Regions from separate parts of the Triticum aestivum genome. Here region 2 is linked to region 1. A link is a contact called in public Hi-C data. All regions are on one chromosome and are shown on one strand. Each heading gives the region's core, a stretch centred on a gene start, on an enhancer-like site or on the middle of the called end of the contact. The rest is flanking DNA. Distances are from core to core; before and after follow the strand shown. Region 1 holds the start of LOC123184944. Region 2 holds the start of LOC123187848 (integrin-linked protein kinase 1).

Evidence for each region. Hi-C and Micro-C count contacts between places; a contact is called where the count stands out from the background.
Region 2: a Hi-C map of leaf shows a contact between it and region 1, with 3 times the contacts expected there. The contact joins the promoter of LOC123187848 here to the promoter of LOC123184944 in region 1. A contact is called at or near these places in 3 of 5 Hi-C or Micro-C datasets (all in leaf).

The regions. Positions count from the first base shown.
Region 1 is chr2A:107,089,942-107,093,335 of IWGSC CS RefSeq v2.1, reverse strand. It overlaps LOC123184944, which reads left to right and starts at 1,902. Exons shown (of 5, transcript XM_044596974.1): 1 at 1,902-2,298; 2 at 2,416-2,502; 3 at 2,601-2,711; 4 at 2,820-3,020; 5 at 3,107-3,394. The coding sequence starts at 2,008. The coding sequence ends at 3,235.
Region 2 is chr2A:107,355,575-107,358,968 of IWGSC CS RefSeq v2.1, reverse strand. LOC123187848 (integrin-linked protein kinase 1) reads right to left here and starts at 1,689. Exons shown (of 11, transcript XM_044599810.1): 1 at 1,160-1,689; 2 at 532-606. The coding sequence starts at 1,489.

The DNA of each region.
Region 1 (3,394 bases), core at 653-3,152:
ATGTTTACGAGAAATAAGAAAATAGTCATCAGACAACTTCCCCTTAAATATATTTTTAGTGATATGGTATGTGAGGAGGTTTTAAAAGGATGAAATGAGGCAATGCGATGGAACCTAATTGTATCCCATTGAGGTGTGGAGAGGCATCGGAGACATAATGATAGTATGGCTCATTTTTCGGGCAAACAAGAAAGGTGCTCCTATCATCCCAGGTTCCCCGTGCCCCGGCCAGGATAGCATCTCAGGCTCGGTGGCGCGACGCGAATCCAAGACCCGCTTCGTAACCAGTGACCTGACAAGTGACACGCCATGTTGACTGCCGAGCATCCGCGGCTCACCTGCTGTCACCAGGTTCATAGATCACCGCTGTCCCTACTCCCCTACCCCGTCACACGGGGAAAAGGAGTGGTCTCCGTTGCCGCGTGCTGTCACCAAGCCGGCCCATGTAGTAGGGACCTCCTATACCGTGTGTGCTCTGTGCGCCGGGAGAAATCACAGTGCACCTGTTTGGGTCGGCCCATGTCCGGGCGCCCTGTTTTTTAATTTTTAATTTTTATTTTTTTCGTTTCCTTTTTATTTTCTACCTTAAATTATTCGGGACTTAAAAAGTTCCAAAATTTTAGAAATGAAAATTTTGAAATAATTCGTTAATAAATCATAAAATGTTTGTGGATTCAGAAATTCTTCATGATTTTGTAAAAATATATTTGCTTATTCAGAAAATGGTCGAAATTTTGAAAACATATGTTGGGAAATCTAAAAATGTTCATGATTTTTTAAAAAGTTTGTGTATTAAAAAAATTATTAATGACATTGAATTTTTTTCGTCAATTCAAAAAATGTTCATGAATGGAAAATATGCCAAAAATTCAAAAATTGTTTGTGACTTAAAAAATAGTTTATTCATTCATAAAGTATTGGCTGATTTTAAAAATGATCATGCATTTCAAAAAATGTTCATTAAATAAAAAATGTTCGTGAATTCCAAAATATGTTCCACCAATTTTATAAAAAATGTTCGTCGATTCTAGAAATGTTTGTCGATTCAAGAAAAATGTTTTTAGAAAAATGTTCACAATTTTTAAAAAATGTTTGCAAATAGTCTGAATGTTCATGAATTCAAAAATATTCTTGATTTTAGAAATATTCAAATTTTATAAAAGTTTTCATGAATTAAAAAATGTTCACAATTCCAAATATTTGCACAGTTTTTTTTTAAAAAAATTGTGATTTCAAAAATTATTCATGATCTCACGAATTTGAGAGTGATGGTGTATCTCGGTGATGCTTGGTCATGGCCATCGGATATTATGATTATATTTTTTCTCCCGTTGCAATACATGGACCATTTTGCTAGTATCTATTATAACAACTTCAGTAATCTTAAGATCTGTCGGCTCAATCTCCCAGGGATTGAAACTAAGTACGCACGTTCATAAGGGCGAGTGTCGTTGGGTATATGATTGTTTACTTTTCTTATTGTGTTTTTATTTTATTTTTAAAAATCGTTAGACTGCATTTTCTGAAAAAAGGTTCAAACCAAACACCCAGGAAAAACATCCGAATGGACCGAGGCATCCATGTACTCCCTCCGGTCCTTTTTAGTCTGCATATAAGCTTTGTCTGAAGTCAAAGTATCTCTACTTTAACCGAATTTATAGAAAAAAATAGTAACATTTATGATGCCAAATCAATTTTGTTAGATTCATTACGAAATGTAGTTTCATGTGATATATATTTGATATGGTAGATATTGATATTTTTTAATATATATTTGATCAAACTTTGCAAAGTTTAACTTGATCCAAATCTAATATGTGGAGTAAAAAGGACCGGAGGGAGTACGTCACGGCCACTAACCAGAAAGAAAGGTGCTCCCGTCATTCGAGTTTCCAGTGGCCCGATCAGGATGTCACCAGGGTCATCGGCCACCGCTTGTCCCTACTCCCCCTACCCCGTCACACGGGGAAAAGGAGTGGTCTCCGTTGCCGCGTGCCGACCTCAGCCATGGGCATGGGCACGGCACTACAGCCGGCCATGGCCGCCGCGGCCTCGAACACGGTCCACCGGCCGCGGCCGCTGCCTGCCGCGAATCGCGGCACCAGCCGCCCCACCGCCTCCGCGCCGCCCGTGAGAGCGCTGGTCTGCTCGGCTCCCCCTCAGTCGAGGCCGCCGCGGCACGCCGTCTCGACCACGGCCCGGGCGGCGGAGGCTGGGGCAGCGTCGTCCACCTCGCCGGACGCCGTCACCTACTCCTCCAGCATCGACACCGACATGCCCCTCTACGAGCCCCCGGGGGTAAGCGCTGACATCGATCGATCTCCGCATTCTGGGTTTGGAATTCGATGGAATCACGGCTCGAATTGATTGATTGATTCATCGCGCGTGCGCGGACGGGTTCTGTTCTGCCTGCAGGTGTCGTTCGACGAGTACCTCCAGGACCGGCCCCGCGTGTTCCGCGCCATGTTCCCCGACGAGAGCCGGAGCCAGCAGCTCAGCGATGTAACTGAATCGATTATTGAATCTATCCTGTCCCCGAAGAGAGCAGGTGTCGTTCGACGGTGGCGTTGCGGCTAATCGATCGATTATTTGTTGCGCAGGAGGAGTGGAGGATCCAGATGCTGCCGCTGGAGTTCCTCTTCATCACCGTGCGCCCCGTCGTCGTGATGCAGCTGCGCAACCGCGCCGCCGGCGGGCTCGACCTCCGAATCGTGCGTTTCCAGTTCCCCCTCCCTGCTCACGCTACCAATTCTTTTCTATCTCTATCCGCACGACTGCAGGTTTACAATGTGCTGCTCTTGTTTCGGCTCTGAATGCAGACCGAGTGGGAGCTGAGGGGGCTGGACAGCGGCTACACGCCGGCGAGCTTCGACCTGGGCGTGCGGGGGTCGCTGTACGCGGACAGGGGGCAGCGGCGCGGCAGCCGGCTGAGGGGCCACCTGGAGATCTCCATCACCGTCGCCCTCCCGCCGCCCATGCGGATCGTGCCGGAGGCCGTCCTCCGGGGCGTCGCCGAGTCGGTAAGCCTCGCCTTGTGTTGTGCCTAACGAAATCTCTGCTCTGTTCTCGCCGAGAGAATGTGGAACTGAAAGCTTGGGGCGTGCAGGTCCTGTCGACGCTTGCCGAGAGGATGAAGCGGGACGTGGACGTCGGCCTCGTCGCCGACTTCCGGAGGTTCCGGCTGGAGAAGGCGGCGTCCAGAGCGGCGGTGACGAGAGCAGACAGCAAAGCCTGAAGGCTCGCTCGTGTTTTCTTCCTTCTGACCGTAGAGTTGGGGATTCGTTCCAAAAGGATTGTTTTTGTAAGATCCTGTGATGTTGCGTGCGATACATACATATGCATTCCCGTGTATAGAGTTTGATTCCAAATACCTGTAGGCCCTTTTTCTGGTGTC
Region 2 (3,394 bases), core at 440-2,939, 270 kb before region 1:
ACATAACATTTATTCCAACTATGTAGAGCATAATTGATTTGGTCACGCTTGAAAGGTGCACCAGAACTACCCATTAAACGAAAATAGACAAGTAAACCTCTGAAACACATCCTTAGTATTATCCACTATGATCTCCTAATCAACAATGACACGTCTGTTCTACAAACATCAATTTCTGACTGATGCGCATGTGTAAAGCAGCAAGATACCGGAATCATCCATTGTACCTCGTCTAACATTTTCCACAAACAACACTGACACATCCAAAGACTCCACTTCTACTTCTGGTAACAATATTTGGGACCAGGTGCCCTGGATACAAATTCAGAAACATGACAAAGACAGTTGCAGAGCAATATATGGGGAACGCACCCACTAATTACATACCATACAGTTGCTGGTGAAATTACCTGGTGCCATGTTACAAATTTAGAAATGTTGAGCTAATGTTTGAAACTAAGCATCGCTACAGCTTTGCAATGAATAAGCAAGACAATCTATTGAAACGAACCCGAGTGAATGGCTACTTACGAATGTCAACCCGCCATGCTTCTTGAGCAGTTCGGTCATAGCATGCCTCTTTGCACCCTCTGCATCAGCAAGTGGCTGTAAATCAACCAAAGGTTAGCATCGTGAGCAATTATGACAAATATCACAATACTAGAAATTGGAATGAAAAGCAGCATACAGTCACGACCATGCAGCATAAACATAACCAAGCAGGAACTAGAACCTCCGAAGCAAATATGCATTCAACAGCGAACTCGTTGCAGATGCATTTGAACAACTAATCATATAGGACAAGCCCCGCCAATTCGCAGTGGTAATCCTAATTTCGTGGAGCACAGCCGGAGCTCCCAACCAAGTACCCAAAGGCAGATGGTGGCACGAGCGACATCAGACGAATGAAAAGCTCAAGTGCAAACAAGACGCTCACGCTCATCGTTTTTCCCTCGAGAATAATCATCAGGACGAATTCAATTCATGACGGAAGAAACCAAATCCAATCGGAATACGGGCCAATATGAGCTCAACACAAATGCCAAACCCGAACGATTTCAGCACGCGAAGAAGCCCGGACCGCATCATGACCCGAATCCAACCAACAAGCGGAGCGACCAGACGAGGCGGAAGGGGGGAGGAGGAAGGATCGCCTCACCGTGTTCTGCCAGCGGTCGAGCGCGTTGACGTCGGCGCCCTTGGCGAGGAGGCACTCAGCGACGTCCTGCCAGCCGTGGAGCGCGGCGACGTGGAGCGGCGTGCGGCTGTCGTAGTCGCGGGCGCTGACGAGCGTGCCGTCCTCGTCGAGCAGCTTGCGCACGGCGGCCGCGTCGTTCTGGTGCGTGTGCCAGAGGATGAGCGACGTGCGCGCCACCAGGCTCTTGTCGTCGAACCGCCGGCGCGGGTGGCCCTCGCCGCCGCCGCTCCCCGACGACCCGCCCCCGCCCCGGCCGGCCGCATGCGCCGCCTCCTCCTCCGCCCCGCTCATCTCCCGCCCGCCGAATCTGGCCTCCCTCCCCCGCCCTCCCTGTCTCTCTCTCTCTCCCTGCGACGGACGGACGGACGCTGGCCGTGGAGTCCGAGTATTGAGGAGCGGGGCGGATTCTGTGTCCCTCGGCGCGCGTGATCGCGTCCAGCGATGGAGTGGGATCCGATCTGATATGGAAATGGCGCCCGCGTTAACCAGTAATTCTTTCCGCAATCGCTTGACCGACGCGGCGCGGCCCACTTGTGCGCCAGCCTGGAGCGGCCGCCCACCGGGCGGGGGAACGTTCCGTGTCAGCGATGTCCCCGCCTCGCCCTCGCGTGGAAAACGAAAACAGCTGCCACAAATTGACCGATTTGGCCATAACTAGTAAGCGTATCATCATGTGAAAACAATCCGCAATCATCCTAGGAAGAAAATAGATCAATAAAATAAACAAACTATAATTGTGTACCAACAAAATATAATGATGATCAGAATACTGATAATAAAGCTAGGGATATTGAGAAATGTAAGACAATAGCACTCTATATCTCGAGTACTGTTCCATGCATGGACATGGATGCTCCCATGTTTTATTGTTATCTTGAAAAAAAAATCTGGCTTGAAAGACTTCTTTGGTCGGAGAAAGTGCCAGGAGCTCTTTGAACCTGCACATTGCACCCTTTGACCTTTCTGTTAGTCAAGATCAAAACATAGCTAGGCATTGGTAATCATGAATTTACCTTATAATCAAGTTATTTGCTTCGTTAATGTCTGGGTTGAAGTATAGCCGAGATTACTCAGTCGTACCCGAGATAGCATCTGACATTGTGTGTAAGAGAGCCTTAAAAGTATTAGCAGACAACTTAAAACGCAATAGCAGGAAGCCAAAAGAAAATTGCGAAGTGCATACAATCAGGTTACCATCCCTATCAAAAGACACTGATTTTCTTCCCCACGTTACATATGCCAAAAGATACTAAGCATGCCATTAATCCATTCAGTTGTCTATATTCAGTAAAAAGGCATTCTGTTGAATAATGGTTGCCAATGCATGTCAGGATGTATGATTCAGAAACCACACGGAGATTTTTTTTAAATGGTTACCGGGAGGAAAGGCTCCCCACCTGAATATATTTCAATAAGGGTAGAGTTCACAGGGTCACAAAATTCGTGAGGAGAGGAAGTCACGCCACAACCCGGCGTGTTCCTTTAGGACTTCCGTCTTTAGGCGGTGAGCCCACAGAATCAGGTCCTCAAGAATAGCTTGTACAGTTGTTTTGACATCAATTTCCAAACTTTGGAAAATCTTTTTGTTCCAAGCCGAGAATAATTTAGGGAGTGGATACATCTATTCCGAGAGCCTACAGTTCATAATTCATAATGAAATGCTAGACAAGTTTATTGTCCTACTAAAAACATGATCAATTTATCAATGTCAATGTTGTTGCATCTAATATCAGAACTTACTACTATATCAGGTCTAGTTGCTGAGATGGTGTTCTGTATGAACATTAGTTAATGAAAAATATATAATATGAGAGAATACTTGTGTAATTATAACAACAAGAATTATAAATGGATTTCCAACTTAACGCAAATTAACACTGCATTGAAAGAAGAAAAGCCCTGTCCAGTATGCTTTGCAATGAAATTTGGTTGAATCATTAAATTATCAAGAGCAATTGGATAACAACAAGGGAAGAACATGAAGGAGAGAGTTGCAGGGTTCACCTATCCAACGGTAGTAGTAGTAGTTGCCTAGCAGCAGGTCGGATAGGCCGGCAATATGCAGAAATGGGTCAGGCTGCCGCAGCTTCCTCAAGCTGAAGAAAACGGTAGTTGGGGCAGCATCACTGACTTGGCTGGGACCTTGGTGTGTCCATGATGCAACGCCGACATCTCATGGTCCTGCAACTGCATTTA